Regions from separate parts of the Mus musculus genome. Here all the other regions are linked to region 1. Evidence: chromatin contacts called from public Hi-C and HiChIP or PLAC-seq data. All regions are on one chromosome and are shown on one strand. The core of a region is the stretch at or near the end of the contact, and the rest is flanking DNA. Distances in the headings are between cores, read along the strand shown. Region 1 overlaps Zfhx3 (zinc finger homeobox 3). Region 2 has its middle 110 kb from the start of Gm39242. Region 3 overlaps Pmfbp1 (polyamine modulated factor 1 binding protein 1). Region 4 has its middle 24 kb from the start of Gm51549.

The links. Hi-C and Micro-C count contacts between places; a contact is called where the count stands out from the background. HiChIP or PLAC-seq counts read pairs in DNA pulled down with a chosen protein or histone mark.
Region 2: a contact with region 1 is called in an H3K4me3 HiChIP or PLAC-seq map of embryonic basal ganglia, with 7 times the contacts expected there. The contact joins two enhancer-like sites. A contact is called at or near these places in 6 of 484 Hi-C or Micro-C datasets (the N1E-115 cell line, cortical neurons, embryonic fibroblasts and 2 more), 8 of 115 datasets of contacts at active chromatin or transcription factors (astrocytes, craniofacial prominence, embryonic basal ganglia and 5 more) and 1 of 9 other capture datasets (embryonic stem cells).
Region 3: a contact with region 1 is called in a Hi-C map of cerebral cortex, with 6 times the contacts expected there. The contact joins two enhancer-like sites. A contact is called at or near these places in 1 of 15 datasets of contacts at CTCF or cohesin (large pre-B cells), 5 of 484 Hi-C or Micro-C datasets (the Ba/F3 cell line, cerebral cortex and cortical neurons), 1 of 115 datasets of contacts at active chromatin or transcription factors (astrocytes) and 1 of 9 other capture datasets (embryonic stem cells).
Region 4: a contact with region 1 is called in an H3K4me3 HiChIP or PLAC-seq map of embryonic basal ganglia, with 4 times the contacts expected there. The contact joins two enhancer-like sites. A contact is called at or near these places in 1 of 484 Hi-C or Micro-C datasets (myocytes) and 2 of 115 datasets of contacts at active chromatin or transcription factors (embryonic basal ganglia and embryonic stem cells).

Annotation. Positions count from the first base shown.
Region 1 is chr8:108,893,706-108,899,966 of GRCm38.p6, reverse strand. All of the region lies in intron 4 of Zfhx3 (zinc finger homeobox 3), which reads right to left. Among named protein-coding and RNA genes, the nearest start is that of Mir3108, 40 kb to the left of the region's middle. Within about 2 kb of position 3,321, at least 138 of the 459 cell types and tissues checked have an H3K27ac peak or open chromatin away from gene starts, as enhancers often do. A contact at or near this core is called in the Ba/F3 cell line, the N1E-115 cell line, cerebral cortex and 1 more, where this site is marked.
Region 2 is chr8:107,940,080-107,946,340 of GRCm38.p6, reverse strand. No RefSeq gene overlaps it. Among named protein-coding and RNA genes, the nearest start is that of Gm39242, 110 kb to the right of the region's middle. Within about 2 kb of position 3,295, at least 25 of the 459 cell types and tissues checked have an H3K27ac peak or open chromatin away from gene starts, as enhancers often do. A contact at or near this core is called in the N1E-115 cell line and embryonic basal ganglia, where this site is marked.
Region 3 is chr8:109,533,259-109,539,519 of GRCm38.p6, reverse strand. Pmfbp1 (polyamine modulated factor 1 binding protein 1) reads right to left here. Exons shown (of 21, transcript NM_019938.3): 15 at 3,544-3,708; 16 at 2,801-2,968; 17 at 2,316-2,483; 18 at 1,476-1,579; 19 at 847-921. Among named protein-coding and RNA genes, the nearest start is that of Dhx38, 29 kb to the left of the region's middle. Within about 2 kb of position 2,624, at least 24 of the 459 cell types and tissues checked have an H3K27ac peak or open chromatin away from gene starts, as enhancers often do. A contact at or near this core is called in the Ba/F3 cell line and cerebral cortex, where this site is marked.
Region 4 is chr8:108,366,581-108,372,841 of GRCm38.p6, reverse strand. It overlaps a transcript of Zfhx3 not described here. Among named protein-coding and RNA genes, the nearest start is that of Gm51549, 24 kb to the left of the region's middle. Within about 2 kb of position 3,526, at least 35 of the 459 cell types and tissues checked have an H3K27ac peak or open chromatin away from gene starts, as enhancers often do. A contact at or near this core is called in embryonic basal ganglia, where this site is marked.

The DNA of each region.
Region 1 (6,261 bases), core at 2,072-4,571:
CACACCTTGCCTCATTTCAAAACACAACTTCTACTGAGGAAGGCAGCAATGAGGTGTGTCCCTTCAGTGTCTTCAAAGAGGGAGACCTGAAGAGCACAGAGCTGAAGGCCAGCAAGCACACAGAGAGATGGAGCAAATGACAGACAACACAGGTGTGGGGAACCCTGAGGGAGGCCATGTTAGGTGCCTGCCCTGCAGGTGCACAGAAAGACGGCAGTGTGCAAACACACACGAGACTTCCTCCTGGAACTAAGGCATCAAGTGGGAGACAGAGGCAGGACCACAGCCCCCTGCATCCTTCTTCCGACCACCATACCCAATGGATATGCAGGCTGGAAGGGGGCGGGGGTGGGGGAGGCTGTCTCTTTGTATCCACACAAACACCTGCATCCCCACCCCAACACTGTGCAGACCCAATGCAGTGTGTCCTTACTCCTGGCCGCAGACAGGCCTGTGATGGGAATTTATTTCCCTCAATTAGGAGCTCTTGTCCTCGGTCTCAGTTCATCAGCATGGTGCAGCCAAGTCAATGAATGGTTCCACAATGAGGTAATCACATGCACAGGGACGGCTGCCGGGCTGGCAGGGGCTGTAGCCACGCCCAGCCACGCCCAGCCCAGCCACGCCCAGCCCAGCCACATGGGCTCTTCACCTGGTCCCTGCAGGTCACCGCTCACCCCGCCTGTCCACGGAGCCTTTTCTTTGACCTGGTCACAGAAGCTTTAATTGCAGAGTGAGGATACAGGCAGCTGGGCACATGGGGGCTAACCCAGCGACGGTGATGCGCTCGCTTGCTCCCTGTCCTTTATCACTACCATGAGAACCAGCCCCACGCCCAGCTAGGTGACATACACTTGTGCCTGATGGGGGACACGGTAGCCACACAGCATCCACTTGGCTGAAGTAATGCAATCCACCGTTCCGTTCCACAGACGAGGAAACTGAGACTGAGAGAGGCTCAGGGACGGGTGAAGGGCACAGGCTGGGGGCCGACAGGGCTAATGCCAAGGCACATGTTTCTAATGGTTGGTTATGTTTTACAACTACCACTGTGGCTTACAGGGGAGCACACTCCCCTGCCATCTATTGTCAGCCCACTGGCTGTTCACCTGTGACACCTACCCTAGGCACGAAGGCCAGCCAGAGCAGTGACTGAAGGCAAGGGTCACACAGGTTCTGGAGGCCAAGGCCTGACAGGTTTTGTTGGCCACTGCAGGGCCAGAGTCTTTGAACACACGGCCACCGACTTCTCTTCCTCCTTTTCCTCCTCCTCTTCCTCCTTCTCATTACATCTTCCTGTGAGCACACACTACCTTGGGCCCAACTACCATGGCATCTGGCCTTGGTTGCAGTCCTCTTCACATGGAGGCCCCCAAAAAGTTTCCCCACAGAAAGGCTACCATATGCTGATAAATACACGTGAGTCTGATAAAGCCGGCTCCAGGGTGAAGAGATGCACATGGGAAGGGGACTACCACCCACCCGCTGCCTAGGCTTGGTGTCGTACTGAGACATGTCTCGATGCCTGGTAAGCCAGCAGTGGTCACCAGGCGCCAAAAACATGCACGGGGCAGCTGAGAGGATAACACGAGGAATGAGAGTAGGATTCAAGATGGCGGCAGGGGAATCCAGGATTGTAATGGCACAAAGATACATACATCAGCCACCATGGCAGATCCTTTTGTGCATCCCTTTTCTAAAAGCTGTATTGCCTGTGATGTAACAGGAGCCTCTACAGAGGCCCTGAATTAGCCCTTATGGAACTCGGAGGGGGACAATCAACAGAAACTCAGAGTTGGGTGGGGAACTGTGTTTTCTTACACTGGCTGTTGTGGATGTAAGTCTGCTCAGCTCCCTGCACAGAAGAGAGGCCTCTCCTAGTGAACTCACACTCCCCTCTGTGGTTGGCTCCATAGGCCTCCCTCTTCCCTGTCTCAGGGATATGGCTGGACAGCCAGGTTTGGTAGAAAAGCACAGAGCTGTGTGTGGCTCTCACCAGGGCTGGCCAACTTGCTGTTCCGCTCGCCAAGAGAGGAGAGGGACTGGAGACAGGCCAGGCAGGGGGGAGGAGGCAGTGGGAGTCAGGTAAAAAGTGCCTACCTTTGGGAGCCCCTTCCAGGCCTGCCAGGGATGTAGCAAAGGCAGAAAGACTAGGCTGAGAGCCAGAGCAGGGTCAGGAAGGTATGCCCCCCCCCAAGGTGGGGGGCAAATGATAGAGCCTGGGGGGTAGAGGCCAGAAAGTGGAAACTCAATGAATAGGAAGCAAAGACTGGGCCAACTCTGTCCAAGGAAAAGCTAGTGTGGGTTTTCCTCATTGAGCAAAAGCCAGAAGAGGCAGCTCGCCAAAGCCAGGCTCCACCCCACCCCACCCCCCATTTCATTTCACCAAAACTGTGTTTGGGGAAGGGGCCAGGACAATCACTGGAGCCTTAGCTTGGCTCGTTCCTTTTACAGTGCATTTCCCAGAATAAACCACCCCAAGGCTTCATCTATCTCCAAAAAAGGAAACTGCTAAAAACCCTTCTTTCTGTCCAGCCCCTGAATCACACAGACAGAGAGCCGCCCCCACCTCTGGGTTTGGGGATGGGGAGCAGAGGAGGTCGAGGGGCGACTGCTTAGGTCTGACCCTAATTGCTCTTGTGGATGCTGTGCAGTGTGGGGGGCTGATCCCCACACTGAGCAGTTAGGGACTTCCCAAAGCATTAACCTTTCTTGGAGTGTACTGTACTGGGAGGTGCTCCCTCCGCCGCCTATTCAGGGGCCCTATTGATTCACTGCACACTCGGTGCCTTCAAAGTTGTTTATGATCAATATGCAAATTGCTCATGGCATTGATCTAGTATTAATTTTCAATTAGGGAATCCACAAGGGGTCTCTGAGGGTCAATACCTAACAATGCAAAGCGAACTCCGCTGCAGAGAACCACCCGGGCCTGATGTTGCTAAAAGCTTCCCTAAGCCACCTCCTTCTATGGCCAGGCCCTCTGGGCTGCTCCTGTGCATGGCTCATTTGGTTCCCTGTGAAGTCAGGACCCCTTCATTCGGCAATCTCGCAGGCTGGATCCGTGGCTGCTGCCCTGTGCCACCACCACCCCCAGGCAGTGCCCAAGGAACCCTTCCTGGCCTTCCAGTGTGCTCCCCTGACATCCAGCCTCTTGAGTTGGTGCCCCCGGGCATGCCTCCTCAGCTCCCCGGCTCCCCATGCCACACCCTGCCCAGACCACTCTCTCCCCCGGCTCCCCAACCACACATACCTTCTTCCTCCCTCTCTCCCTCTCCCTTGTTTCTGCTTAGTCACGGAACGTCACCTTGGCATGCTGCCACGGCTGGAGCTGGCGAGCTGCATGGTCCCCAGAAATCTCAGGCAGTCAGGCAGAGCCGCCAGGCTGCCAGGTTATACTTGGCAATCACCCCACTGATGTCATTTCAGAAAACCAGGGGAAGGGAAAGGGCCCCGGCTTCAAATCATCTGTTTCTCTTTTCTTTTAGCAAAAAAGAAAAAAAAATTCTTCCTAGTGAAACGTGGGGGTTGGGGGGCTTAATTACTTTACCAACCTTGCTCATGGTTCCCAGAAGAGGCCATGGCCCGCCCTCCAGGAGCGCAGGGGAATGCCTGTGAGCTTCAGATGGGGTGTCCTCAGGGAGAACATGCCCAGCTGGGACCAGAGTGACCTGGGGACTCAGTCATTCCATTACACCCCTAACAGCCCTTTGGAGACCTGTAGGAAGGCTGTTCAGCGGAAGGGTAGGAAGAGAAACGCATCTATCCAGCTGCGCCTCCAGGTGTGGGGCTCTGCTGCACTCCAGTGTTGGGGCTCAGCAAGCTGGCAGCCTTTTCTCTCTGCCAGGATCAGAGATGTTTCCTTTCTCCACCTAGAACACTCTGCAGAGGGCTAGGATCTCTTCCGTGGAGCTTCCTGAAGACCCAAACCATGCCACATGGGTAGTTAGTTATCTGCCCGCTTTCTGTGATGCCATGCATTGGGCTAATCTCTGCGCGTTAGCTAGCTAGGCTAATTGGTTTATGGATAACATTAATTACCATGTTGCTCATTAATGGATGAAATCTTTATTGGTGCCATTGATCAGGAGACTTGTTAGCTGGCCTCCTAACCAATGGTGGATGTAACAAGCTCTCTTATTGGCATATCAATTAATTCAATCAATTCCTGGCCAGCGGCTGCCATTCGGTTTCCGAGTTGCTCAGGGACAGGAGACAGAGCCATGTCCAGCATGCCTGGACTTGAGCTGTCTACCAAAGCCCAGCTGGTCTGGGTGCTATTCAGGGTTCATCTAACAGAAAACAAATGTCCTTTTCTTTCCCCTGCTCTTGCATTTGAAAACCATCCTTCTATATTTTAGGGATGACAGAATGGTTTTGTTGTGTGTGTGTGTGGGGGGGGGGGGCGGCTATGAGCTGGAGGGAGATAGTGGAGGGACTGGGGCAGGAAACAGAAGGACTGGAAAAGTCAGATGTGTCTGCAGAAGGGGCCAACACAACAGTCTGATCCCCAGGCTGGAACCTGGCCATGCTCGCACGCAACCATGGGACCAGCATGAAAACACCTACTCCAGCCATCAGCTCTTGGGACAATCTAGGGCACTGTCTCAAGCCACTGGCCTCTTCGGAGCAGTCACACCAGCTGTTCTGTGCACCGTGGACACGCGCACTAATACCCAGCAATTACAGGCATGAGTTGAAAATAGTATCACACACATCTTTCAATCTGAGCTCCTGCATACAAAAAGACTACCACATCAGCAACAACCACTGCCCATTGGCATCACATGATCAGCTAACCTACATGCAGAAGCGGAACTCTGCTGTTTCAAAATATATACAATAGACCAGTTCAACCATACCTATATGATGGCAGCCATAGTCGGGGAGATGTTGTCAGGCTCAGTGAGTGTTTAGGTGCACTGTTTTAGAAAAGAATTGGGGTGCTGCAGACATGGGGTGTGCAGAGTTAGAGCTGGACCCAAGTGACTTCTAGTAACTACGAATGCCAGAGAATTATCACGACGGCAGAGGGGGTGAGCCAAGCCTTCGGCTTTGAGAAAAAACATGGAGACTGCCTAGCTCTCAAGACACAGTCTTCAAAGTACTAACTGGAGTTCACCGCCAAAACCAGCACTTGAAATATTACTCCAGGCCTGTTTCTAAAGTTTAAGCATGTTTTCTTTTGTTTTGTTTTGGGGGGGGGGTTTAAAATTAAATTTAAAAAAGGAAGAAATGACTGTTCCACTCTGTGGTACTAATGCTATTTGTAAACTTCGCAAACACGAGCATTTAGTTGAAGGACAGTTTGTACAAGCGACAAAAGCCAGCGAGGAGAGGGTGTCATGGAGAAAGAGAGCAGCCGTTTCCCCAGCAGTGACAGAACACAGGCGCTGGCTGAGGCCATGATGGGGGACGTAATTCTTAGCGTTTGAAAGCACAGCTCGGGGCTTCTTGGATAAACAGTGGAAATGTTTCCTCTCTTTTATAAATAGAAAATGACATTTTTTTTTCCAAGTGGGACATCAGCACTTCCACAGTCTCGGGACAGAGGAAGAGTCTGGTCCTAAACAAGGACAATGCCCCGGGTAGGTGTCATCCTCCCAGACAGCAGAAGGAAGCAAGCAAGAGGCCTCACTGGGGAAGTTCCTCTCTGCATAGGAGAAGGCTTGTATGGGGGCGCCTGCTGGGGGTGACACAGTGGTCTCTACTTCCAATGAGAACAATCCTGGGTCCTTCTGATGGCAAAAAAAAATCCCAATATACGTCAAAGAATATATGATGTCTGAACTGCTCTCTGGCACCCACAAATACAGGAGTTCTGCCTTCCTTTTTTTAAAATTCTGATTTAATCTTAAATACTGTAATAGCAAAGCACAAGTGCATGAGCCAAACTTTAATTCACTGGAGTTCTCTTAACCAGCCGGAGGGCCAAGGTAACTAGTTTTGTTAGGAACTTTGCTTAAAACACTTGACACGTTGGCCTGACAAAACTCTTGGGAGATTGCAAGTCGGGTTACTTAAAACCACTACTGTTTGGAAGTGCTTCTGTGTGAATGGGGTTTATGTAATAACGGAGCGAAACCACGACGCACAGGGAAAGCAGGAGCTGCACCGGTACTACTGAAAACTATCGTCTGAAATTTCACGTAGGTCCCCCTGGACACGCGTGACTTTGCTCTCATTCTCTGACACGAGTAAATGTCACAAATATGAACTCTCGTAGTAATAATAGGGACTTTAAAAAATGTCTACACATTG
Region 2 (6,261 bases), core at 2,046-4,545, 950 kb after region 1:
GACAGATATTTATACTGAATAATGCTCACATCAGGAGTGAGTAAAACCAGGTTTAAAATTGAGGTTTTCACAAAATAATGAAGAGGAAATGTCACGCTGGCAGCAGTAACGGCATAAATTGTGCTTATTTATTCATTATCCCTTTTTCCTCCCCTTCCTCCGTGGAAACGTAATTTTTATTTTTCACGATCTACTTGCATGAAACAGAATGGGGCTTCTGCTCTAGCTGTTGCTCTTTTCCGAGCCTAAGACCAGAGACAAAGATGATCTTTAAAGATTTAAAAACACAGCAGTAATAAAGAATGCAGCCCCGAACGCCTTGCCTTCTAGATTTTAGTTCAAAGAGACAAGGTAAATATGATTCGCCCAAACAAAATTACCCGTAGCTTTAACTTTTACCTTATCTAATTGAACTACAGAGAAAATATCAGGGAAAAATGTCACCTGCCCAACAGTAAATACACTGCGGATAGCAAAGGAAGTGGAGGAAGAAGAGGAGGGGGAATGGGGACCATGAACGGGGCGGGGGGGGGGGGGGGGGTGTAACAAAACAACAACCATTTCTGCTAAAGGTTTCTATGGGCAGCTTTCTTGGGAAGATATTGGGGGCCACTCCCCACTCGTGACGGCTCGCAGAAAACAGGGTGGGGTCCACCTTGGTAGCCTAATCAGTCTGCAGGCAGCTTTCAGACTGAGAAAGAAAATCCACAAAGACCTACCCCTCTTCATCTCACATGCACCCTCCACCACGTCCACTCCCCAAAATAAAACTCGAGTGAACTCTGGCATCTGGCAGCAAGCCTGTAAACCCAGCGCAGAGATAAAGACCGACTGCTCATCACACACCTCCAGGCTCGGCCATCTAATAGGAACAAATTGGCAATGACTGCCCAGGCTAGTAACACAGGCCTACTGATTTGTAGATTGATACGGACGCCTAATGATCCCCTTGGGCAGATCAATAGTAACAATCCTCATGGCTGCCTTTCTTCTTTATTGGCATAGAGGACTAAGGCAGGGAGAAAGCAGGACGCTGTGGAGGCCACAGGCTACCTGGGGAATGAAAGGATAAGGATACCGGTGTGGAGGCAGAAGGACCAGGACTCCAGAACTTTGCCCTCACACTGCATGTATTTAGCAGGTGGCGGGTATAAGAAGGGGACCTGATACGCTTTGCTACTAATAGTGTCTGTGTGTGGCATTCACTGGGATCTGGTCTATAATAAACACAACCAGGTAAGAGAAGAGAGATGTCAGAAGCCCAGCTCGCCGCCGACAAAACGATGGACTTGGGAGACAGGAAACGCAGATCTGATCACAGCACCCGAGAGAAGGGAAACCCCGGGGATGCCTGCAACTTAAGAAACCTGAGGTTGGGCTGCACGGCAAGCAGCTATCATCAACAAGCCCCAGTCATGGCGGGCTTTACTTTAAACACGACAGAAAGGAGGCAAACGCATCCTCCGCTGTGTTGTCTGAACATGTTTAAGACACCCATCTGCCTCCCGCGGGCCCGGGGGTCAGGTGGCTCTCACATCCATGTTGTTCCCGGCACCCTCTGCCCTTCTTAGCATAACTTCTGAGAAGGGTCTCCATGAACTTGACCCTGCTGCTTCGCGCTGACGATTCTCCTTCTTTCTGCCTGCCAACTCCGCCCCCATCCCAGCGTCCGGGCTTGTTTTCCATCTGTGTATTATTCTTTGTGAATAAAATTATCCAATTAGGAAATCCATTTAAAGCCCTTAACAATAACAAGGGAGGGGGGAAAAACAACTAATGGAGTTGCTTTGGATTTTCTTTTTCAATAAATTAATGTTAGTGACGTCTGTGAATTCCTAAGTGCCCCTTCATACCATCCGGGCTATTGCAACAAGGACAATTAGTTCCAAGTTGCTATACCGATTTTCTATACCTTAGGAAATCCCAAGGAGCAGGATACTAGAAGGAGTCAAAGAAAACTTGCTGGCTCACAGGATGAATTTGACCAAAAATAAAGCTCCAACTCTAAAAAAAAAAAAAAAATCTTTGGAGTTTATATGTATATTCTTCTTCATTTCCTTTTTAATTATACACACATTTTTAAGGGGAGAGGAGAGAGCCTCCCCCTTCCTCCCATTTGCAACTGCTGTATGCACATTTTCAGGTGTTGCGTATAAAACAGGCTAAAGGAGGACGGTAAATGTCCCGATTTCTGCTGCTTCTCACACTGGGTTGGCTGGGGATTTGCTTTGTTCGCAATCAGCCTAGTTTGGTTTTGTTATTAAAGAGAGATAACGCTGTACGCCTGAGATGAAATTGCATTTTCCTTACTGTCAATGGTGAAAACCTTGGCCACCCTACCGATATAGTGAAAGATTCTCTCTCTCTCTCTCTCTCTCTCTCTCTCTCTCTCTCTCTCTCTCCTGCCTCTGTCTCTGTCTTTCTCTTCTCATAATAAAAATGTTTTAAATCTCCTTTCCCCTCCTGTTTTTTCTTTTCTCTCTCTTTCTTTCTTTCTTTCTTTCTTTCTTTCTTTCTTTCTTTCTTTCTTTCTTTTTTTTTTCTTTTCTGCTTACTCAAAACCAGAACTGAAGCCCCATGAAAAGGCCTTGTAATCCAGCCTTCTGTGTGATATCACAAATTAGTCATCTTCTCTTTCCTGGAGGTTGCACCGTCCTCTTTTTTTTTTTTTTTTTTTTAAATAAAAGCGGAGGCTAGAGTGGTGTTAGATTTTGACAGTGAAGGGTTTGCACTGATGGACCAAATAATCATGTGCACTGGGCGGGGGGGGGGGGGGGGCTGGGGGTGCAGATCTGGCACTGACCACTTAAAATTCAAATTTCACACTAACGATAAGTGTAATCATCTCAATCAGCACCATCACCATCATCATCATCACAATAAAAAGATGCATTCCGCGAGCCGGTGACATCAATCAACCACGGTGCAGATCAGAAGCAGTTCTCCCCTCTTGCTGGCTCACCCTGGCTGTCTGACACTAGCTTCCCCCTCCCCACCTCGCTGTCCTCCCCACCACCACCCCCACCTCACCCCCAGCTTGGGAGAAGTGATCACATTTAATTCATTACATCATTATGTCATCTCCATACTAATCTGTGCCCTCATACCTCCGCCACTTTGACATGCAAATGAGCTAGGGAAAAAAGCCACACATTAATATAAAAAAGTCACAGCAATCTTGTCATGATTTCCTCCCTCCCAGCCCCACAACACACTCCCTCCAATCTCCACCTCCCCCCCCCCCCACCCCATCTCTCTTTCCAGCACGCTGTGCTCGCGATCAGAGGAAACAACAGCAATCTGTTGAAGATCAGACGCTGAGACAGGGAGGTGGGGGGGAAGATACAACACATACACGTGTCGGCAACGCGGCCAGGAGTCCTATTTACATATTCACATGAGTTCCATTCTCAGACTGCTTAAGCGGGGAAGAAGTTAGGTGGCTCCCCCCACCCCAGCCACCCTCCCAGATCCAAAGAGAGACAAGCTACTGAGAGAAGAACACACGAATACATAGGGAAAGGGGAGGGGGGGCGCTTAGGAAGAGGGAGGGAGAAGGCAGAGAGGGAGACACACCAGCAAGAGACAGAGAGAGGGAAGAAAAGAAAAAAGAAAAGAAAGACTTTCACATCTACCTTACCTCAGCTAGCCTGCTTTCTGTAGCTCGCAAAGGGGGTTCCCTGTGGCTCCTTTACAATTTTTGAGACCCATCCTTCAGGCTCTCTCTCTCTCTCTCTCTCTCTCTCTCTCTCTCTCTCTCTCTCTCTCTCTCTCTCTCTCTCTTCCTCCTCCTCCTCCTCTCTCTGTGTTGTGACTGGGTTTAAAAAAATAAAAAATAAAAAAGACAACTCCATGTTAGGCTCCAGTCAAGGAGGCATCTTGAAGTCCAGGGCTACTGGGGGGCGGGAAGAGAGGAGGAGGGTCATAGCTTAATGCCTTACAAAGGAGAACCTGGGCTCTGTGCTTTAAAACATCTCTCTCGCATACGGTGACTGACAAAGGCAAAAACATATAGGGACTCCATGTGTACTTGGAGACATCTGTACATTTCCCACTAGTCTCCCGGATGCCAGGAATATTCAGATTGGGAGACAAACACATGCAAGACAATTAGGAGTCCCTTCAGGAAACCCCATGGCAGATCCACTTGGCTTGCTGATTGCAGAGGGAGCCAGGCAGCCAGGGGCTTTATTTGCTGAATCACATTTGTGGTAATACCTGGGTAATAATAACAGACAGGCTGGAGATGGGGGCTTCAGCCGCCGCCGTGATTTTCCCAGCTTTGATCAGTTTTCAGCGGTACATTTCTGGTAATGAAAACGTGTGAACATGTCCGCAGATTTTTTTCCCAAGTTCTCTCTCTCTCTCTCTCTCTCTCTCTCTCTCTCTCTCTCTCTCTCTCTCTCTCAATAACTAAAAAGAAATGAGAGAAGTGGGGGGGGGTTGAGGAGAGAGGGGGAAAGGAGAGGGGGGAGAGAGAGATTGCAATTTAATATATATCTACGCACTAATAATAAAAGCCCTTTCTCTATATATTCTTTATGAAGAGCAAGATTGGTATGATCTGAAAACAGAGGACCAAGGCAGACGCATCTGATTTTCTAGTGGCCCACTGTATAGCATTACCCTAATTGACTTTATTAGCTCTGGTGAGATGCTACCGTCCCTCCAAAGAACCTGCCTTGGAGGACAGCGACACACAGCACTGAGGAACGGAAGCTGATTCCAGGAAATTAAGTACTGCTCTATTCAAGTGAAAGGAATAAAAAATTTTCAAAACATTTGAATGGTGGGGGAGTTGAGTCCTATCTCTCAACCAGTTCATTTCAACCGGGGTGGGGGGGGCGGGGGGCAGGGAGACATCAGCTGTCCGAGGAACCTTTAACAGGATTGTGATTCTGAAAACTGGCTTGGGGGTGGTGGTGGGAGGGGGTGTTTGAAAACTGGTTTGCTGCATCAGTCAAAAACTTAAACGCCATAGACAGTGTTAAGCTGGAGCAGGGAAGCAGGGGGCAAATACTACCTTGGTGAATGTGTAAGTCCTGTGCAAATGTACATTCACCAACTAATGTGAGCATTATAAAAATGGGATAATTCTAGAGTAATGTCAATATAGGGATATATGTGTGTGTGTGTATATATGCATATACATATACACACACATATATGTATGTGTGTGTGTATATATATATATATAAAGAGAGAGAGAGAGAGAGGTCAGACACAAGGACCCAAAGGCAAGTCATTATATAAATGACCACACATGTCACATACAGGAGATTAGCTTTATATATCTACAACTGACAGGATGGAAGGAAGAGGAAGGGAACAAGAAGGAAGTATGTATGTGTATATATATGTGCATGCATGAATGCATGTGTATGTATGTATATGTATGTATTTTTGTGTATGTACATTAAAAAGATGTTATCTTTTATAGTAATAAAGAATTTGGGAGTGAGTAGTTGGGCGTAGGTGACAAAAATGTTAAATACGAATTGTTTCTTTATCTGAAACAGAGCTCTTGGTAGACACACATGAGAAAGGAATTAATGTCTCTGCGTCTCACAGAAACCAGGAAAAGAGACTTTTTTTTAATGTTCCCATCCAGAATTTGAAGAGGAAAGAAGGTAATTTTAAGGCCCTGACCCCAGTATTTGGGCTAGAGCTCTGCTCTAAACTGATGAAAAATATCTATGACAAGACTCATCACCAGGCCTCTGAAAATAAAAAGAAAGAGAAACTAGCCACAGCATTAGAGCCAGGAACGTTATATTTCAATATTATCATATGAATTAAATGTAATCCTTGAAGCGACCAGTCCCTGGGGTCACATATTAGGCCTCCCCTCACAGCCCCCCACCTCCCCCTTTTTTTTATTTAATAGAGGTCACCCAGGCTGAAAAGCAAAAGCCAAATGAAAAGCATCTTCAATGTGCTTATAACACGAGCGGCGAGGGGTCAGACAGCGTCTTGTATGGCCTCATAAAAAATACATAACCAGACAGCCTAATAGTATTTCTTTGCATTCATTTTTGGATGGAGAATGGGGGCTGGGGGCTTGGGGGGGGGAGGTGAGGCGTAAAGCTAGGATGGAGGAAAAATCAAAGGCGGCACAGACATGCTGGTGGAGAAAAAAGAGGGTAGTTAGCTAACCTTTTTCTTCTGTGAAAATCTGAGAATCACGAGGCTGGGTGTGATTGATTTACACTATCCTATGGATTTATAACATTCTAAAATGGGATTGATCTTAATTTTTGA
Region 3 (6,261 bases), core at 1,375-3,874, 640 kb before region 1:
CACGGTGGTTCTGTTCTTCTCTTCAACCCATTATCCTAGCTCAGGATGAAGCTTGCTCCCAGGAGCCCCAGATGGGATCCAGGTGTCAGAGACATTGACATTCTCAGCCCTCATAACAGAGCATGAGGCAACTGCTGCTTTGGCCAACGTTGACACATGCAAACCCTCTCCACACCCTCCTGGACTGTCAATCATGGTAGTCTCTATGCTCCATGGAAAAAGCCTGGGAACCCCTACCCTAGGCCATGTCACTGCCTGAACCTTCACCACCCCCAAGATTCCACTTTTAGACACTCATTTCTTCACCTCTGTCCTCAACCTCCCTTACACAGCCATGCCTCACTCCCAATAGACAAACCTTTGACCAGGAGGTGAAGCAGGGTCACAGGGAGAGTAGGACCCTAAGTAAAGGTGCCTCAGTTTCCCGAGGACAAGGTCAAGCAGAGGAACCTTCAACCTGGACTTCCTGCCTTGAAAGCAGTGAGCCATGGCTTCCTTTCGCCTTCGTTCATGGACATCTCTTCCAGCCACTTAGTCCATACACATAGTCCTGTCTGCCACTACTCATTCTTTTCTTAATGCCCTCAGCCTCTGAAACTCACAGGAGTTGAGTGGAAGAAGGAGGTGTGTGATCTCTTACTGTATTGCCATTGAGGGGGAAGGTATTAAGGTCCCTTGTCAGTATAGTCAAGTGACATGTTAGTGTTGCAAAGGAACTGTTTCGGGTCTCAGGGTCTGCCTGGATCTTAGTTTTGTTTTGTTTTTCCTGGGGGGCTGGTCCCCATACAGAATGTCAATCAACCAGGGGTGGTCCCAAGAGGCAACTGTCCAGGGAGGAAGACTTACTCCTTTTCGCCAGTCAACTTGGCAATGTATTTAACCTGCTCTCTCAGCTTGTTTCCCAACTTCTCATTGGCAATCCTGTAACAAAACACACAGGGGAGGGATGACTCTTCCCTAGAGCTGCGAGAAGCTGGCTGATGGGCACTGGGTCTTCCCAGGAGGGTTTCTGCTGGCTCCTTGCCCCCCTCCTGCCCCCCATCAATCACCTCTTCCCTAGAGGGAGAGCCTTGTCAGTCACAAAGGGACTCACATTCTACTAATGCCTTGGTCTACAAGGGATTGGATTCCAAGTGAGGTTGGATCCCAACTTAGGAAGAGGAAGCGTGGACCTCATGGAAACGGGCTCTGTGCTTCTGATGCTACTCTGTTGCTATGCTACAGGCTTTGCAAGGTTGGATCCCAACTTAGGAAGAAGAAGCTTGGACCTCCTGGAAACGGGCCTTCCCGTCGGATGCTACTCTGTTGCTATATAGCAGGGTTTGCAAGATGGCCTGAAAGGGCCAGACCCCTCTTGTCTGATTCTCAGTTCTTGTGAGTGAGTTCTCCGGCAAGCATGTGTGACTGACTTGTCACTGTGGTTCTCAGTTCTTCCTGGCCGTGGGACCTACCCTACCTCTGTCTCAAATACTCACTTCTGCTCCTTTGCCCATTGTTCCACGTTGTTCATAATCTGGTCATTCTCCCGGTGGTGCCTGCAGGTTTCTTTGGGGGTTAGCTTTGCAGGCGGGGAGTACGGCTTTACACACAGGAAGGAAAAACAAGACGATAAGGGATGAGAACACCGACTGCTACCTCCCCCTCCCCCAAATACTGGATTCTTCTTTCTGAGAAAAGAAAAAAAAAATCAGCTCTGCTGCCCAACCTGAGGCTAGAGCTGCCACATGAGGAACCTGCGTAACTCACAGTGGTGACACCTCGGAGGAGGCACGGTTCGTGGCTGATATGTACACTGATAGTAATGATTCTCAGGCTAATGGCAGTGGAGTGACTTGTTCTAAAACAGCAGTGTTTTAGAACAAGTATAAACACAGCCAACGGAAGAAGACAACCAGGAAGAAGAGGTGCTTCTTTTTCATTTGAGCAAGGGCCCTGTGGTCTGCCGTGGATGTCCCTGCTCTGGTTGCTGGATGTGTGGCTTGTCTAGAAAGCTTCTTATCTGCTTGGATGGCAAAAACTAGCAGGACATGCTCAGAGGGCAGCAAACCAGGGTAGGGGTGGGAGGGGGGCATCTTTGTGAGTGGAAACTGATGTCCCAGTCTTTTGCTGGGACCAGGCTTCTCTTGGTTAGAAATGACCCAGAACTATCCAGACTCGGCTCCCTGCTGAATAATGCATGTGTGTGTGTGTGTGTGTGTGTGTGTGTGTGTGTGTATGTGTGTGTGTGTGTGTGTAAGTGTGTGTTCCTTCCATCCCCCCAAATTGCCCAGTCAGGAGGGGTGGAGAGGAAGTGACAGAATCCAAACTGTGCCCACCTCCTTCTCATCTGCAAGGAGGCTCTCTCTTAGGGTCGCCATTTCCTCCTGGAATTCTCGGAGCTGCGACTCCTTAGCTGCCAACATCTTAAGGTCACTCTGGTGCTGCCTCTGCCACTGCAACACCTGGTTGCTCATCTCCTCCAGCTTCTTGTCAAAGTTGTGCACCTACTCAGGAGTGCAAAGTGAGGGGATTGGGGAGGGGTAGTAGGGAAGACGGGACCAGGCAAGGAGGAGTAGACTGGCTTGGGGGGAGTACAGGGGTGTGTGCCTTTAATTTCCAGTGACCAGCAGAGGGCGCCCCTGCTCTGATCTTCCTTCCTTGCCTGCCTGTCAGTCCACAAGCAGAGAAGGTGGAGTGAACCCAGCAGCCAAAGGGTACTGGCTGAGTGCTAAATAATTCTGCCTGCAAAAGGTGACCTTGTGGACCTCTAATAGGAAGGGAGCCCGAGTGAGCGTCCCCTCCCCCACCCCCAAACTCTCACCTCTTGCTCGCTCTGCTGTTGGAAGCCCTGCAGTTTTTTTAACTCCATATTGAGCTTTTTCATCCTTTCCTCATAAGCCGCGATTTCATCTTCCAGTTGAGCTTTCCTCTCCTGGGTCTGTTGCAAGGAGCGATTCAGGCTCTTTGTCTCTGAGGTTGCCTGAGTGAGCTTTCAGCAGAAAACACAGAGTGGATTAGAGTGGCCTCCAGGGCCCTTGGTCTTCTCGGCTGAGTCTTTAGTACAGAAGGTCCCAGGCCCTCTCTGTGGTGGTGCCCATGGTCAGGCTGCAGGTGGTCCAGAGGGAAGGGGAGGGAGAGCAGGTGGCTTTCACCTCTCTTCCCAGTCTTTCATCCTTCCTCATTCCATTTCCAGTTTTTTGTTTTTTGTTTTTTTTTTTCCCCACCGATCTGTAGACATGACCACCAGAGACGGGGCATGGATTCCCCTGATAATCCAGACTTTGGGAAAAACCCTGTCTGTGAATCACCAGTGAGCGGGAAGACTGGTTCGATATTATCATCTCTGCCACCCTACAACGAAGCCGAGGACACCAACATATAAAACTAAGAGAACGCAGGCCTTCGTTGGACAGACCGCCCTGTCCGGGCAAGGGTTAAAAAGCACTGAAGAGTGTCAGTCATACAAGAAATTGACTCCTGTCCACTCGTAGCCCCCCCCCCCCGAGTTTCTTTGACTACTTCTTTGGCAGAGAGTGGGCGTGGCCTCACCTTGCGTGGCCTCACCTTCTCCAGGGCCTGTGTCAGGTCGTCCTGGCAGTTGCCCGACTTCCGCACAAGTTCCTCATAAGCTTCTTTACTAACCATGTTCTGGAAACAGTTCTTCTCTTTCTGGATAGCCGAATCCAGCTGTGTCTGCAGAATCATGATGGAATCCTTCTGGCGGGCTATCTTTAGGGAACAAGAACATCACTATCAAGGCTGTTCCTGGCATGCACAGATGCGCGACTGTAGGAGGCAGACAGGAATTGGGCGCTCTGTCATAGCTGCTGATGTGCACGCGCACATCTCCGCCTCCCTGATAGGAAGAGCAGAGCCCCTTCTGAGCTGCTTGGTATCTCTCCAGCTTCGTTTCTCTTTATGGCTACCATATCGCCAATATAAAAAAAAAAGCTCCGGAACCTGCTAAGTAGATAAGATATGTTTCATAGATGCAAAGATGTCTGTCTGGGCTGGGGAGATTGCGCTGGGGAGATAGCTCGGTCCATACAGTGCTTTCAAGGACTTGCGTTAGACTCATAGAACCTGTTTTAAAAAGATGGATCTTGGGGCTGGAGAGATGGCCCAGTGAGGACCCAAGTTCAATTCCTGGTTCTTACATAGTGGCTTACAACCATCTGTAACTCCAGTCCTGGGGGATCTGATGCCCTCTACTGGCTTCCGTAGGCATTGCATGCATGTGGTTCACAGGGATACATGTAGCCAAATCATATATACATTTACATAAAAAAATTTTTAAAAAGATGCTGGGTATGGCAGTATGCTCTTATAATCCCAGTTCTGGGGACATTAAATAAGTAACCCTCTGGGATTCACAGGCCAAGCAGACTAGCCTGTTTGGTGATTTCTAGGTCACTGAAAGACCCTGTCTCAGAAAAAAAAAAAGTCAGATGACAGACGAGGAATTATCTGAAGTTGTCCTCTGGTCTCCACATGCACCACACATATATGTTCACGAATACCCATGAGCACCTGCACACACGCAGATCTAGAACCCAACACCAGCTCACAGATATGATTCAGCATTCTGCCTACCCAGCCCTGTATGTATTTTGGTCACCTCTGCCTCCTTGTTGGACCTCAGAGCCCAACACAAAATAGGCACGAAATAGTCGTAAAATAAAACGTAAGTTTTCAGGTGTTTAGTTAGAGATTCAAATATTGTATGGTGCAAGGGGTGGGGGTCTTACTGGACACAACTTTGGCAGTTTTTTTTTTTTTTTTTTAGAACAATTCTGTGGGCTGGCGAGATGGCTCAGCAGGTAAGAGCACTGACTGCTCTTCTGAAGGTCCTGAGTTCAAATCCCAGCAACCACATGGTGGCTTACAACCATCCGTAATGAGATCAGATGCCTTCTTATGGTAAGTCTGAAGACAACTACAGTGTACCTACATATAGTAAATAAATAAATCTTAGAGAGAGAGAGAGAGAACAAGAGAGAGAGAGAACAGGAGCCAAACTAGAAACACAAAGAGGAGTCACAACTATGATTACCTTTGCTATAGTACTGAGTTAAGGAGAAAGATGGTATTACCTTGACCATAAGAAGTAGGCACTTGACAGAATTCAACACCTATACTGACAAACCTCTAACGGAGGAACCGAAGGAAGCCGATAAAGGCAGCACTAAGCCCATCGGGCACATGGTACTGAAGCCGATGCATGGCCTTAAGAGCAAAGGACAAGATGCCTACTAGCGCTGCAGCCCGTCATCAAACCAAAGATACCGCCCAATGTGATAAGGCAAGACAAATAAAACAAAGATAAATATTACAAAGAAATATTTAGAGAACCGTGTTGTTTACAAATGGTCTAATTATCTTACTAAAAACAACCCATGAGCTGGAGGTGTGGCGTGTGCCTTTAATCCCAGCATGTAGGAAATAGAGGTGGGAGGGCCATGAGTTTGAGGCCAGCCTGGGCTAGTGAGACCCTGCCTCAAGATAAATGAGTTCATGGGCCTAGTGTACAAAAGGCTTGGGGCTTCATCTCTAGCAGCGGAGATGCACGTACACAAGGGCACACCTCGTGAGAATAAACAAAGCCGATGTATAAGCAAGCTAACTAAGATGTTCGTAGAATTAATATATACAAATGAATGAGGCTTTATATTACTATTAAAGATCATAAAATATAGTGGGGACGCAAGACAGTCAATAAATTCAAAAGTTCTTAATACATAGTTCCTTGTTTTCAAATAGCAAAAATTCCAAAAATAGAATATAGAATATATGAAAGAAAGCAAACTTAAGCCATTTCTGATAGCTACCATCAATTCAGTGGATCGATCACATCTATGGGAAATGCTTTTGTCAAAAGTTGAACATAAAAAAAAAGTTGAAAATGAGCTGGAGAGATGGCTCAGCAGTTAAGAGCACTGACTGCTCTTCCAGAGGTCCTGAGTTCAATTCCCAGCAACCACATAGTGGCTCACAACCATCTGTAATGGGATGTCATGCCTTCTTCTGGTGTGTCTGAAGACAGCTATAGTGTACTCATATACATAAAACAAATCTTTGAAAACAAAGAAGGCTCTACCTTGACTCTCAATGATGGCACCCTCTTAAAAAAAAGTTGAAAATGTTTACCACCTCCCAAAAAAACCCCAACCAGATCCCCTTTACTTTTGGAGCGGAAGGATTCTGATATTGGCGCTCTTTCTTCTAGATCTACATGGCTATCTTTTGACATCAGGCTCATACTGAACATTTCAGCAGCATTCC
Region 4 (6,261 bases), core at 2,277-4,776, 530 kb after region 1:
TCTTACTTCTTATTTTTGATTAAAGATTGGCAGAATGCTTTTGGGGGACTAGAGTGTGAGGCCAGCTAAAGCCCTGTAAGGTGAGAGTCTAGACTCCAAGGAGAGCCAGATTACAAGGACACTGTGCACAGGGAATAAAGGACCCTGAAGTCCCTGTGAGGATGCCATTGATTGTAATCACTGCATGCCAGAGCTTTGCTGCCTGGGTTGTCAAATTTAGGAGAGCAACATTTGTGGAGGAAACCAGGTGTTCATACAGTGGTAAAGGGGCTCCCCCAACAAATTTGCCCAGGGCATAAAGGTGATTTTATGTGGGAAAGCCTGTCAGATGCCACTTTAGCCACGTGACCAGAGTTACTGTCCATTTTAAGATACAGTGATGCTGGTACTTCTGGTAGGACCCACTGAGAAGGGCATACTGCTTCTGTGATGTTCTTATCCAAAGGATACAGCCTTACTGTCTCCATGAATAAACAGACTCACCCTCACAGAGAAATGTTCTAATAAAAAAGAGGCCAGTAATTTTTTCAATGTCTATCTTGTGAGAGATGGGGCATCACAAAGGTACTGCCAGAGACTGCCAGAGAAGGAAGGAACATGGCCACCAAATGAGCTCCTGCACTGGACCCTAGCACCGGAAAGACATCATCAATAAAATAACCCAGTGATATCAAAGTAGGGATCGGTCGTTTCTTAATAGTATTGCACCCATCGAGAGGAATTTAATCTCTTCATTTTGGTAGTTGTGCTATGGTAACCTAAGATGCTATCATTGGGGGGCAGCTGGGTGGGGCAAGCCTGGGGACTCTTCCAACTCATCTTTTGTAACTTTTCTGCTGTCTAAAGCAGTTTCAGAATAAATGTTTTATAAAAGGGAAGAAAGGCTGCAGAGACAGGGAGAGAGTTGTGGGATGAAGATACTAGAGATCATTCCTTCTAGAACCTTCTAAATACCAAAAAAGATGATCTGTCATGGGGAACTGACCTTTTCAATCTGGAGTAATTTGAACTTGTGTTATCATAGCCACAGCATACACCAATCACAAAAACATCTGAAAATAAATCTGTGGGTATGGAAGAGATTGAAGAACATTCCAGTTCTCCATCAGTGGGAGCTGGGGGCAGGGGAGCAAAGAGTTCTGGGAAGTGTCTTTTGGAAAGACTAGAGTCAGGCGGCCATCCTGAAGACTACATTGCCAAAGGCTCGCCTTGCCTGGACTCCTGGAATATAATATTGTCACAGGAAGGGATGATGAGTATGGAGCCAGAGTAGCAGGAAAGAAGGTGACTTGGTCCAGGGTGTTCACTACATGTTTCTGACAAGGGAAGTGTGTTCTTGAAAAATGTTCTCTTCATTACACATCTATCACTTCAGAACATGTGTGTGAGGAGGAGACATGTCCAAATCCCAAAGAAGAAAGCTTATCCTTGCATTCCATCTGATACACGGAGCTGTGCGTCTGGTACATTTTGCATAAAGGGTCGGGGTTCGGTTTTGATGGTATTTTCAAATGGGAAACAGGTCTGTCTTCCCCTGGGCTCGGTTGTCCATTTCCTAACAGACTAAAAACACCAGCATTGAAGGCACATACATGGCCAGAAACTCGGTTGGCAAAACATATAAAATCTTTTGTATATATAAAGAAAAAAAACAACAACTATTTTTCCCCCAGTGGATACTCTCCCACATTCTCCCCGTTTCCTGCAGTAATGATGGTGATGTTTGGCTCCAGATCCATGGATGTGGTATAAAAAGCCACCTCCAGACTCCAGATCCAAAAATCTCATGGAAGATTAACATGGACGTCAAACTGACGGTACCAATTTAAGGGATTTAAACATTCAGCATTAGAGTAAACAAAATCCAGTGGCAAAGGTTTTTGGACAGCTTCAGCGATGTGCCACAATGCAAGCCAGATGTTGGGAACGCAAACCTCATAGCTGTGTGCTTTCCATTGCGCCCACCACAAGGGAGACGGTAGCAGAGGCTGACTAGCTAAAGATGGGAGAACTAATAATTATTGATTGACTTTTATGGGGCAGATACAGTGCCAAGGACCTTTACAACCCATCTCACTTAAATGTACACTGATGCTACTGTTATTTATAGGTAAGGACAGAAGAGCTCAGACCTCAGCAGTGTGCCCATGTAGCACTGCTGGTAAGTGGCTAAATCAGCCTTCACTTCAATGGGTGTGGCCTTAAAAAAATAATGTTGCTCTTTCTAAAAGTTAACTTGGACTTTTAGTCCCCACGCTCCGAATTTCCAGTGTGTCACTATGCCCACTTGTGTATAATGTCAGCTTTTGATGCCATGGTGGTGGCTCATGTTTCTGTGTCCACAGAATTAAAAGGGGGTTACTCGAGGTGCTCACCAATGCACATGATGTCCTGAGTCTCCCCCATCTGTCAGCATCCACACTCACTGTTTGGCTTTGCCATTCACACATATGAAGAAGGTATTAGCCCTCTCTGAACACACTGAGACTCTACACCTATTCTTGACAGCTGCCAGCTGAATGAATAAGTGGATGGGTCAGTGAGAAAGAATAACAGAACCCTACTAGAAGTAACCAACATTTCTTTCTTATATTTTAAGTAAGATTCCATAAGGTTGATAGAGATACCATGAATGTTACATCTTTCCATGAACAATTCACTAAAACAAGACTCCTAAAATGGAAAAAAGAGCCCTGTCAGTCAGTGCTTACAAGCAAGCACGGGAACCCGAGTTCAAGTCTAACTTACCCAGAGCAAACAAACAAACAAACAAACAAACAAAACAAAAAAGAAGTAGAGATGGGTGGATCCCTGTGGCTCAGTAGCCAGGCATCTAACAGAATTGGCATGTCCCATGTCCTAGTGAGCAACTGTCTCACAAAACACGGTGGACAGAAAGATCCTGAGGAATGAGTCTTGAGGCTGACCTCTGGCCTTCCCATGTATAAGCATGCATGTACCTGGGCTTCTGCACATATATGAACACATCCACACATAACACACAGACACTCTCACACACACACCTTCATTTTACATAACATTGAATAGGCTTATTCCAGGGGTTCTCAGCCAGGCATTTTTGGCCTTTCTGCCCTGGGAACAACTGACAACTTCTAGAGATCTGTGGCTTGTCAGCAATAGAAAGAAAGTACTACTGGCCTCTGATAGGTAGATCTCAGGGATGTAGGTAAATATTTTATGATGTATGAGACCTCCTGCCTCCAACAAAGAATGAATGCAGTCTCATGGTTAAAGCAGCCTGTTTTGCTTAATTTAGTGGTATATACTCATAGCAATCAAACCATAGCTTATTTGTTTCTTTCAGCATTCATTCAGATGTTTGCCTCCCCCAGGCTGCTATGCATCACCTCAATTTGTCTGAATTAGCCCAAGAAGGCTAGAAACTTCTGAAAATATGTTTCTGGAAGGGCCAGGGAACCTTGGTCACTCTCACAGTGGTATTTTTGCCTGCTCATTCCTGACTATCCCTTTGACTGTCTATGTTACGTAATAACTCGAGCACATGAATTATTTACCCAGACGTAGTGCCAGCAACTGCTATCTTTGTGTTTCTCCCTCTGCCAGCTAATCTGGCTCATTACATTGGAATTTTGGTCATGCCCCTCCTCCTGCTTCCGCACTAAATTATCTCCCTAACGTAGTATAAACAGAACAAGCCTGTGAGTGATATGCTTAACTGTTAATTTACCTAATTAAACTAATTCAATTAAATCATTTACATCTTTTTGGTAACTCGCCAGTTGATACCACGGCAGAAGTGGGATGTTTTAGAAGATGATTGTTCAGCAAATGAATGGAAAAAAATTATAATGGAACGCACAAAATGAGACAAGCATCCGAATCTCTTGGCTTGAAAATTAAATGCTATAGAAAAAAAAATGCTGCTTTTATGGGGCACTGTGATTAGCTATTTTTCTTAAATCAATTTTCTCTAGAATTGGTATTTTAACATAGTGATGGTAATTTATTGTGTAAGAGATATTTTTAAACACTATTTATATGTTCGTGTATTTGGTATGTTTAAGTAATGTGTGCTCGTTCTTATGTTTGGGTACGATTAGTGAAGGCTTTTCGTGGTGTTAGCAAGACAGGGATGGAGCCATTTCCTTTGAATGAATGTGCAGAATAATTTTCCTAAATTACACAAATATCTTCAGGATACATACATATTTCATTTACAGCCACCATTTCAATGTCCCTGTCATTGTGATAAATGCAGAAAGGTAAAAGTGAAACGTTTTATGCCAATAAAAATCAACAGAAAATAAAATCAAGACACTCTAGGCAGGAGAGACCAAATAATCATCTTTGCAGGTGTGTGTGCATGTGTGCGCGCACGTGTGCACGCGCCTGGTCATCCCTTGGTAGACATGGAATTCATACGTGGTGGAGAACAGTTCCAGATGCTCTAAACTTGATAACCAAGAACATGGCTCCATCTCTCCAGTGCTTCCCTTAGTAACTGGGCAGGACTTAGTTTTCCCAAGGGGAGTGTCTATCTGTCTCTCCTTTCTCTGAAACTTAACCTAGTTTTTTTTTTTTTTTAATCCCAAATGACTACCACCTGAAATTTCAGAGAACATTAGAAAAGTCCCCAACTTAAACCATGCCAGTTTTTCCCTAACTAGAGCACCCTCTCAGAGTCCCCCGTGAAGCTCACAAGACCTCACAGAGACCGATCATAACACCTGCTGCCTTCTAGGCATTTCTTCATCAAAACCAAGTAGACAATAGTTTATCATGGGCTACTCCAGTATCTATAAACTGCCTATAGATCCATGGGTTGGGTCTCATGAGCCTCACCCAACCCCTAGCTACTTTTAATTTTTTTTTTTAATCTAGTCTAAGACAGGCTCTTGTTAAGCTGCCTAAGCTGCTCTTGAACTTGTAATTCTAAACCATCTTCTGCTGTATTCATCGTAAGTGTCCTGTGCTTCCAGACTCTGCTCGGCTCTTAGAGGATACTAGTGATACTGTGCTCGAATCCACCTTAGTGACCTAGTTTTTAAATACTTATTTACTTTGTGTGTCTGTGTGCACTTCAAGATGCACATGTGAAGGTCAGAGGACAATATGTTAAGAGTCCGTTCTCCCCTTCCAGCATGTGGATCCTGGGGTCAGTCTCAGGTTGTAAAGTACCCACTGAGCTGTCTTGCTGGCCCTTCTGGGCCCTTTAATGTGATTATCTCATTAAAGACTTCCTCCTCAAATATACCCACATTCTGAGAAACAGGAGGTTAGAACTTCTATAGAGAAATCTGGGGAATACATATGATTTAGTCCCTAATTCTTTGTTCATCAAGAGCTGTAAGGGAAAAAAAAACAATTTGGAATTCCTACAGTTTTGAAATAGTATTGGAATATTATTGAAATAGCATTTAAATACCAAATGTGAGGTAGGCACAGTTATTGGTAGAAGGCTAGTTCTTCCTTGGTGTTCAAACCATGGCTATGGTTGACAGTGCTAATCTCCCTAGCCTACAGACTTTCCATCGTCTTTTTTTTTCTTCCACTTTTCCCTGCCTCCATCCTCTCTTTCACAGTGCTTTGCTGGATGCTGTCTTAGACACTTAGCAGTGATTGGCTTCGGTCCAGTCTTCTGGTTCTAAGGAAAGAAGGGCTTCTAGGTAAAAAGCTTTTCATCAACAAACAGAAATAATAATGTCCCCAGAAATGGGTCACCTCTTTTGAAGCTCCTGGTCAGTGGAGTCCCACAGACATCCCAATATTATGGGCTATGGCCAATGTTCTTAGTCACCTTCCAGAACTTGATGCTAAGATTCTATTGATGAAGATACCTCCATTATTGAGTCTCAGAATCAAGATGGTGCTCGCCTGGAAGTCTTCTCTCTATGGGATAGCTTTCACAGTTCTGGAAGGCACTGTGCATGCTATTCAACTGTGAACCATTTGAGCTACAATAGTACATAGTCTAAGATATGCCCACTGGCAGGATAGTGGCATGAGTGTTATGTGAATAACCAACCACTTTCTGATCAGCTTAAAGCCCCATTCCAAAGACAGAATTCATGCCTAGCTTGCCTATTAGTATCGACTGGTCAAGAACCCATAGCTGCATAGGCAATAGACCCTAGGGGAAAAACTACCACCATTAATCTGCTAAATGGCGATGCTACTAAACCACCTTTTAAGTATTTATCTTCATACCCATAGATTAGTATATCTTTCAATTCTCCTCAGAGAAGCCCCCACTCCCACCCCAAGAGATGGTGGTTAAAA